Regions from separate parts of the Mus musculus genome. Here region 1 is linked to region 2. A link is a contact called in public promoter capture Hi-C data. All regions are on one chromosome and are shown on one strand. The core of a region is the stretch at or near the end of the contact, and the rest is flanking DNA. Distances in the headings are between cores, read along the strand shown. Region 1 has its middle 230 kb from the start of Amd2. Region 2 holds the start of Frk (fyn-related kinase).

Region 1 (3,382 bases), core at 673-3,172, 1.0 Mb after region 2:
TTTTAACAGTGTAAACAATCCATTCTCTTTAAAAATCAGCACCAAAAGCTATAGTTTCATGTTACAAAGTTTCTAAGTGTCACCCTACTTTTGAATTGCAGTTAGCTAGCCTGGGTCATTCTGACATGGCAACCCAGACAAAGTGCTCCAGAACTTTGGAAAGCAAAACTCAATTTCCAACAATTCAGTCTCTCCAAAAAACACCAAGTGAATCATCTCTATGCTACAAAGTTTGGCTGCATGTTCCTGCACACAAATGCAAGATGGTGCAGCTTCAATACCTCAAAGAGACATTAAATCCTATCTTTTATCAGTCTGGTTTCTAGGAGAAGAATTACATAAAATATTACTCAATTTAGGTGTATCTTTAGAGACATTTTCCAATGGGTTGGCTCATGCCACATGTTGTAGTTGTGAATTACTCCAACCTGGAGTTACCAGTTTTAAGCCAGCTTTCTGTTACTAATGTTACAAAATTTTAATCATAAACAATAACTTATAAGCCAATAATCTGTTATCAAGACATGTAATACATATTTATACTTTTAAAACCATTCAGAAACAAAAATGAAGTGGCTGCATACATTTGCTCATTTCAACCAACAAAATTCTTAATCTTTCTAGCTGTAATTTTAAGAGAGAAACACCTTGTCACCTGATGAATCCAATAATCACAAGTACAGAGATTTTTGTAGGAAAAACAGCCATCACTTCCCTTACCACAGAACTTGAGAAGCTGCTCTTAAACTTTGAGGCGCCATCTGTCTAAGCCCGCTTTTTTTGTTGTTGTTGTTGTTCTTTTTCAAGAGAGCCCCCAGTTTGAGTGGATTGCCAGTGAGTAAAGATTCTTGATTTGACTCCTGGGGGGGAAAAAAGAAGAAAATTTACCTCCATTTCTGCCTTTTGTTTTTATAGTATTCAGCACCATTCTCTTTTTAATATTTTATGGTGTGTGTCAATTGTACAAAATAATAGCTTTCACCATGACATTCTAACTTAGATGTTAGGTACTGGCTGTCATTCCCTTGTCTATTATCTCCCTTCTTTCTGTCACCAATACTTCTCTTCTTTGATTGGATCCTTTTAGAATAACAAAAAATTTTCATATCATTCATGATTCTTTGTCAATTCATCCATTCATTCACCTCAGCCCCTAACTATGCTGTGAATGGACTGTTTATCAACAGTCATACATATCTATCTAAGTCTAGGAAGTTATTAAAGATTAACTCACACATCAGAGAGCCAAGTCTGAAGTGTGCAGTATAGAAGACCAGGCTACAAACTCTAAGTGGTTAATAGTGTACTCTTGAAACTAAGTCCTCTCTAAAACCTTGGTTTGACAGCTTCTAGCTAATTGAATAAATGGTATTTCCATTATACAGAGTAATATACCTTATTTAAAGTTAACCAGACAATCTAGTATGGGAGCCACTCGCATCATAATATGCCTTCACAACAATTAGATTCTTGCTTACTTAAACAACAGGGCACTATATTCTTGCCAGGTTGGCATCCAAACAACCTATCACACTTATGTTTCTAATGATAACTAATGTACCTCTCCATCCAATGTCCCAACATCATAGATGATCATATATTAAGAATGTTAAATTCTATAAGACAATTTATAAAGACTGTTGGAAGCTGTCCTGCAGCTCACATAGACCGGGTTTCACCTGGGAGGCAACCCGGGGCTGAAAAGAGAGGGGAACTAGGCGGTCGAGAGAAAAATGGAACTAAGTCAAGGTTCCTGATCAAAGCTCGAATGTTTAATAGAAAACTGTGCTTATAAAGGGGGTGGGGGGGAGAAGGGCGGCCCATTCCCGTTAATCCATTCTTGGAGCCTGGAACCAGCTGCAGGTGATGACCTGCAGGATAGGATGAAGTCTCTAGAATAGCTCAGGGTCCTCTCAGCAGGTAGCAGTGTCTTGAAGGAGAAGAGCAGCAGTGGCTGAACAATAGAGTCATCTAGGCAGGAAGGCTCCACCCTAGGTAATCTCCTTAGTGGCAGCAAGGTCAAGGTCTGGATCAGCCTGTTACAGGCTGGGGGTTGGGGGGGTTACACCCTGTAGGAGGACAAGCAGTCTCAATTAGTCATTATTTTCAGAATAAAATTTTATGAAAGATTTTTACATACAAATATTCATGCATTTATAGGAAGAATAGTCACGTTGTGGATATTGGAATAGCCCACATTTTACTTCATGGGTTATGTAGTTATGTATGGAAATCCAATGAGCCAAAATTTCTCTGGTAGAATTTTACCATATCAAGGCAAATTTAACAATGAAACTCTAACACCATACAAATATAACATGTTTATTTACTTGTTCATTTACTTACTTGTGAACTTATTCAGACAATTTCTGATATGTATTTCAGGATAGTCTATAACTCCTAATAAAGCATAGGGTGGTATAGAGCAGCAGTATTTCTTCTATGGACAACCACCCTTGGCTTCTATCCTTCTAACATTCTATCGTTCTTCCTTCTTTCCCAGTGAACTAGTCTCTTCAATCTAACATTAGTCAGAATATTTGAATTCTTTTTAATTATTTGTTTGTCTCCATTTGTGTGACTCATGGGAAATAATAAAAATTATAGTTTAAAATATTTAACCTAGAAATAATTTTGTACTTAACTGATAATCTTGGTACCACAGAATACATTTGGATAGTATTTTCCATTAAAAGGAGAATTCATGCACAATAATCTGTTTCACTCATGAATACCATATTGTATCTAAAAGTGACTTTAGGAAAAAAGAGCAATGTTTTTGAGTATTATCATCATCATTATCATTATAATCATCGTTGCTATTACTATTACTCTTAATATTTTGGCCATTAGGCCACTATAACCTTCTTATTTTTTCAGTTTAAATAAATAGAAGTAACCAATGTTGTAAAATGGAGCTTGTGTTGAAAAATCTTAGTTACATATTATAGAAAAATACAGTATTTTGGTAATAGTACATGGACAACTGAAAGAAGAAATTGCAGTAAAATAGATCACTGGTATTTTTCAACATATCAAAAATCAAGTACAAGCCTTATTTTACTTTGGTGTCAATAACCTATGAAGTTCTTAGCTTTTATTGACCTTTGACATGTGCTTTGAAACAGTATCTAGGTAATTTACCTCAGTTGAATTGTTTTGGTGCTCTGTGATTTGGTTTTCTTTCTCTACTTTCCTTACATAGAATTTGTGGAACAGATGTCTCACCTGCATTTCTTTTCTTTTCTTTCTTTCTTTTCTGTTTTTTGTTTGTTTGTTTGTTTGTTTGTTTTGTTTTCTGCTCACCAGAACCTACTGGTTTTATGCATAGTTCAATTAATATATATCAACATACTTCTCCCTCCAAAAAACGGTTACTGAA
Region 2 (3,356 bases), core at 566-3,065:
CCTTGAATGCCGATACATATGGCTGCTGTGCTCTTGCCAGTCCCTGGCCATTCACCTCAGGATTCAGGCAAGCCGGAGATGAATGACCGGGAGTAAGAGAGGCCATTGAAGACTGTGGAATTTTCTATTTCCTGTTCAGTGACCAGTTGTCATTCAGATGGAGTTTGTGTGTTTGTTTCTTTGTTTTGTTTTTTTGTGTGGAATAAATGAAAAGAAGGCTGAGCAGACATAGGTGACTGACTTGCTGAAAGCAGCCAGAGAAGGTGTCAAAGACACCTGTCAGGCATCAAGCTTGGGTGCCCAGGAGAGTTCCACTGTCACCGACGTGAAAAAATCTTCTCACACTGGGTCAGGTTCCCAGGCCACTGCTTTCCTGACATCCTTGGGTTGTTGGTGCTATTTAAGTCTCTTCACCTCCTCAGGGGATGGGATGGGCTGTTTGTCACTGTCATTTCCCACAATGTTTTGACCTAGTCACAGTGAAGGTATATTTAAATTTAGGGTAGCAAGGCTGGGTGTGGTGGGGCACACCTTTAATCCCAGCATTCGGGAGGCAGGAGGCAGGCAGATTTTGAGTTCGAGGCCAGGCTGGTCTACAAAGTGAGTTCCAGGACAGCCAGGGCTATACAGAAAAACCCTGTCTCGAAAAAACCAAAAACCAAAACCAAAAACAAACAAACAAACAAAAATTTAGAATAGCAAAGGGTTTGGAGTCTTAAATCCACTTAAAGTTGAGTTTGGGTCCACCTGTGCTTAGTAGACCTTCTCATTCTTTCTGTTTCTACATCATGTAGATGTCCCAGGAAAGACCACAGCATCTGTAAGCCATGTTTAAAGAAATCAAGAAGATACCACACTTTCACAGTTCATGGTGTTTGGTACAGAATATTTGTTATGATTCATTGGTATCATGATCACTATTTTCATTTCTGTGTAAAATAAGGAATTACACGTGCAGTCTGTTTTAGGTCTCATGGTATTAAAATAAAACAAAATATGTCTCAGAATTTGGCTTTATGTGTGTGTGTGTGTGTGTGTGTGTGTGTGTGTGAGCCATGTGTGATGGATATGTGTCTATGTATGGGTGTACATATATGTGGAAGACAAAGAACATTGCGGCCTGCTTTGTCATTTGCAACCTTATTTCCCTTAAGAAATGGTCCCCTCCCGAGGTTGCCTGTTTCCATTTTTTTCTGCTGGCCCTCAGTGCTGCAGTCCCAGAATGTCTATCTTAACCTGAGCCTGAGTTGTTCTGAGGTCTCACCACAACCCCACGGAGTCAGCATGACTATGGACCTGAAGTCCAACTTGAAGAGACAGCATCTCTACAAATGCTCTTATCAGCCTGCCACCTGTTTCTCCTGTGTGTGCTTGGGTACACGTGCTACAGAAATAGCGATGTAAGGGGTCAGGAATGAGATGTCTCTGTGGGAAAAAGCAGCCTTTCGGGTTCTCAGCATTTTGCCCAGCTGCTTTGCTACTCTTTTTTTTTTCACCAGAAACTTCTGAGGCTATTAAAATCTATTCCTAGTGATTAAAAAAAAAAATGGTAGGGACTCAAAGGCTCTTTTTCAATTGCCACATGTCTGGCAGATCCTACCTAAACACCCAGTTTTCTCCTTTTAAAATTTTCTCTACCAGTATCAAAACAATCCTACTCATATTTGTGAGGAAATAAATCTCTGCCTTGCATTCTGTGTAGGGAATATAGCAAGACAGATAGCCATCTGGGCTAGCCTGTTTCTCTGGGTTTTGGCTGCTTTAAGAATCTGGCTTCTTGGTAAGGGGGCTGGTCTATCCTGGGTGTGGGAGGAGGGAGCGGGAAAGCTGACCTGGGAGTTCCTTTTAGATCAGACAAAAAGAAACCAGGAAGTTAGGAGGAATTATTACAGTCTGTACAGCTCAGGATGTTAAAGGCGATAACCTCCACGGCCTGGTTATTCATTAGCAAGAAGGAAAGCTCCGGAGAGAGCAGAACTCTCTCAGCTGCAGGCTTGAAGCAGGGTGAGAGCAGCTGGAGCAGGCCGGGCTGGGAGCTTGTTCCTGGAGTTAGTCTCTCTCTAACTTTTTCCGGGGACAGAGGGAGAGGTGGCTGTTCTTTGTTCTCAAATGTCCCTCTAAATAAAACCCTTTTTATTTTACTTATTGTTCGGTGCCCAGGCAGTCAGGAAGAAGCACCTTCCCACTGGACCTCCAGCTCAGTCCTCTCTTGGTTTTGCCTCAGGGCAGCAGCTACAAACAGAAAGCCAGCTGTGAGTGTCTTGGCCAAGCCCAGATCTGCCGGAGAGAGGAGAGATCCGAAGCGGGAGGTATGGTGAGTTGCAGCTGATTTGGAAGCTGCCTGGTGGAGGACCGTGGCTCTGTACAGCTTGTGGGGAGAGGACTATCCTCTCCTACAACTACTAAGCTAGAACAACACCATGGGCAGCGTCTGTGTGAGACTCTGGGCATACCTGCAGCCTTTTCTCCCGTGCTGGTCTCAAGAGGCAGACAAGTCAGTAGTAATTGAGAATCCAGGGGCCTTCTGTCCCCCAGAGGCTCCCAGGTCACAAGAGCCCGAGAGAAGCCATGGCCAGTATTTTGTGGCTCTGTTTGATTACCAAGCACGTACTGCAGAGGACCTGAGCTTCCGTGCCGGCGACAAACTCCAAGTCTTGGACACTTCGCATGAGGGCTGGTGGTTGGCCAGACATTTGGAGAAGAAGGGAACCGGCTTAGGTCAGCAGCTACAGGGCTACATTCCTTCCAATTACGTGGCGGAGGACCGGAGTCTCCAGGCAGAGCCGTGAGTAGCACCGGCCATACTTTTTTCTTGATTCTTTCGGGGTTGGATACTGAACTCTGACTCTCCTTCCTTCCTATCCACGGACTCTCATTCACAGATCGGTCCAGTGTATGGAAAGGCATTCTAGAAGCTGTTAATTGAAGCATGTCTTTCTCGCAAAGTGAGAGAGAACTGCTAAAATGACTTTGATTATAGTGGGCACACCTATGGTCCATCTAATACTCTCCCTCTGCCTCACTTTCAATAGAACTACATTTTCATTTACGGGCAGCTATAGTCTCTCCTAAACCTACTTTCAAATCTAAAATCGGAGGCTATTTGTTTAGTTAGTGTAAACTTTCCAAGCATTCCAAACTAATGCTACAAATCCTGCAGTTGACCACAACCATTTCCATTATGGTAGGCTCACAAGTGGGCTAATTTACAAAGACAACAAAACAACTACACAGTAGTAGTTTTTTTTTTTTTTTTTTTTTTCCTGGTGAAATCATAACAGAGAAAACTTTCTTGGTGTTCCTAGATCCTGAGGTATATTCAAATTACGAAAATAGCTTTTGGTTTTTAGGATTAA

The links. Promoter capture Hi-C pulls out the DNA fragments that hold promoters and counts their contacts.
Region 1: a promoter capture Hi-C map of embryonic stem cells shows a contact between it and region 2, with 4 times the contacts expected there. The contact joins the enhancer-like site here to the promoter of Frk in region 2. A contact is called at or near these places in 6 of 39 promoter capture datasets (the HPC-7 cell line, embryonic stem cells, hippocampal neurons and 1 more).

Annotation. Positions count from the first base shown.
Region 1 is chr10:35,477,074-35,480,455 of GRCm38.p6, forward strand. No RefSeq gene overlaps it. Among named protein-coding and RNA genes, the nearest start is that of Amd2, 230 kb to the right of the region's middle. Within about 2 kb of position 1,923, at least 3 of the 459 cell types and tissues checked have an H3K27ac peak or open chromatin away from gene starts, as enhancers often do. A contact at or near this core is called in embryonic stem cells, where this site is marked.
Region 2 is chr10:34,481,585-34,484,940 of GRCm38.p6, forward strand. Frk (fyn-related kinase) reads left to right here and starts at 1,816. Exons shown (of 9, transcript NM_010237.3): 1 at 1,816-2,004; 2 at 2,161-2,785. The coding sequence starts at 2,421.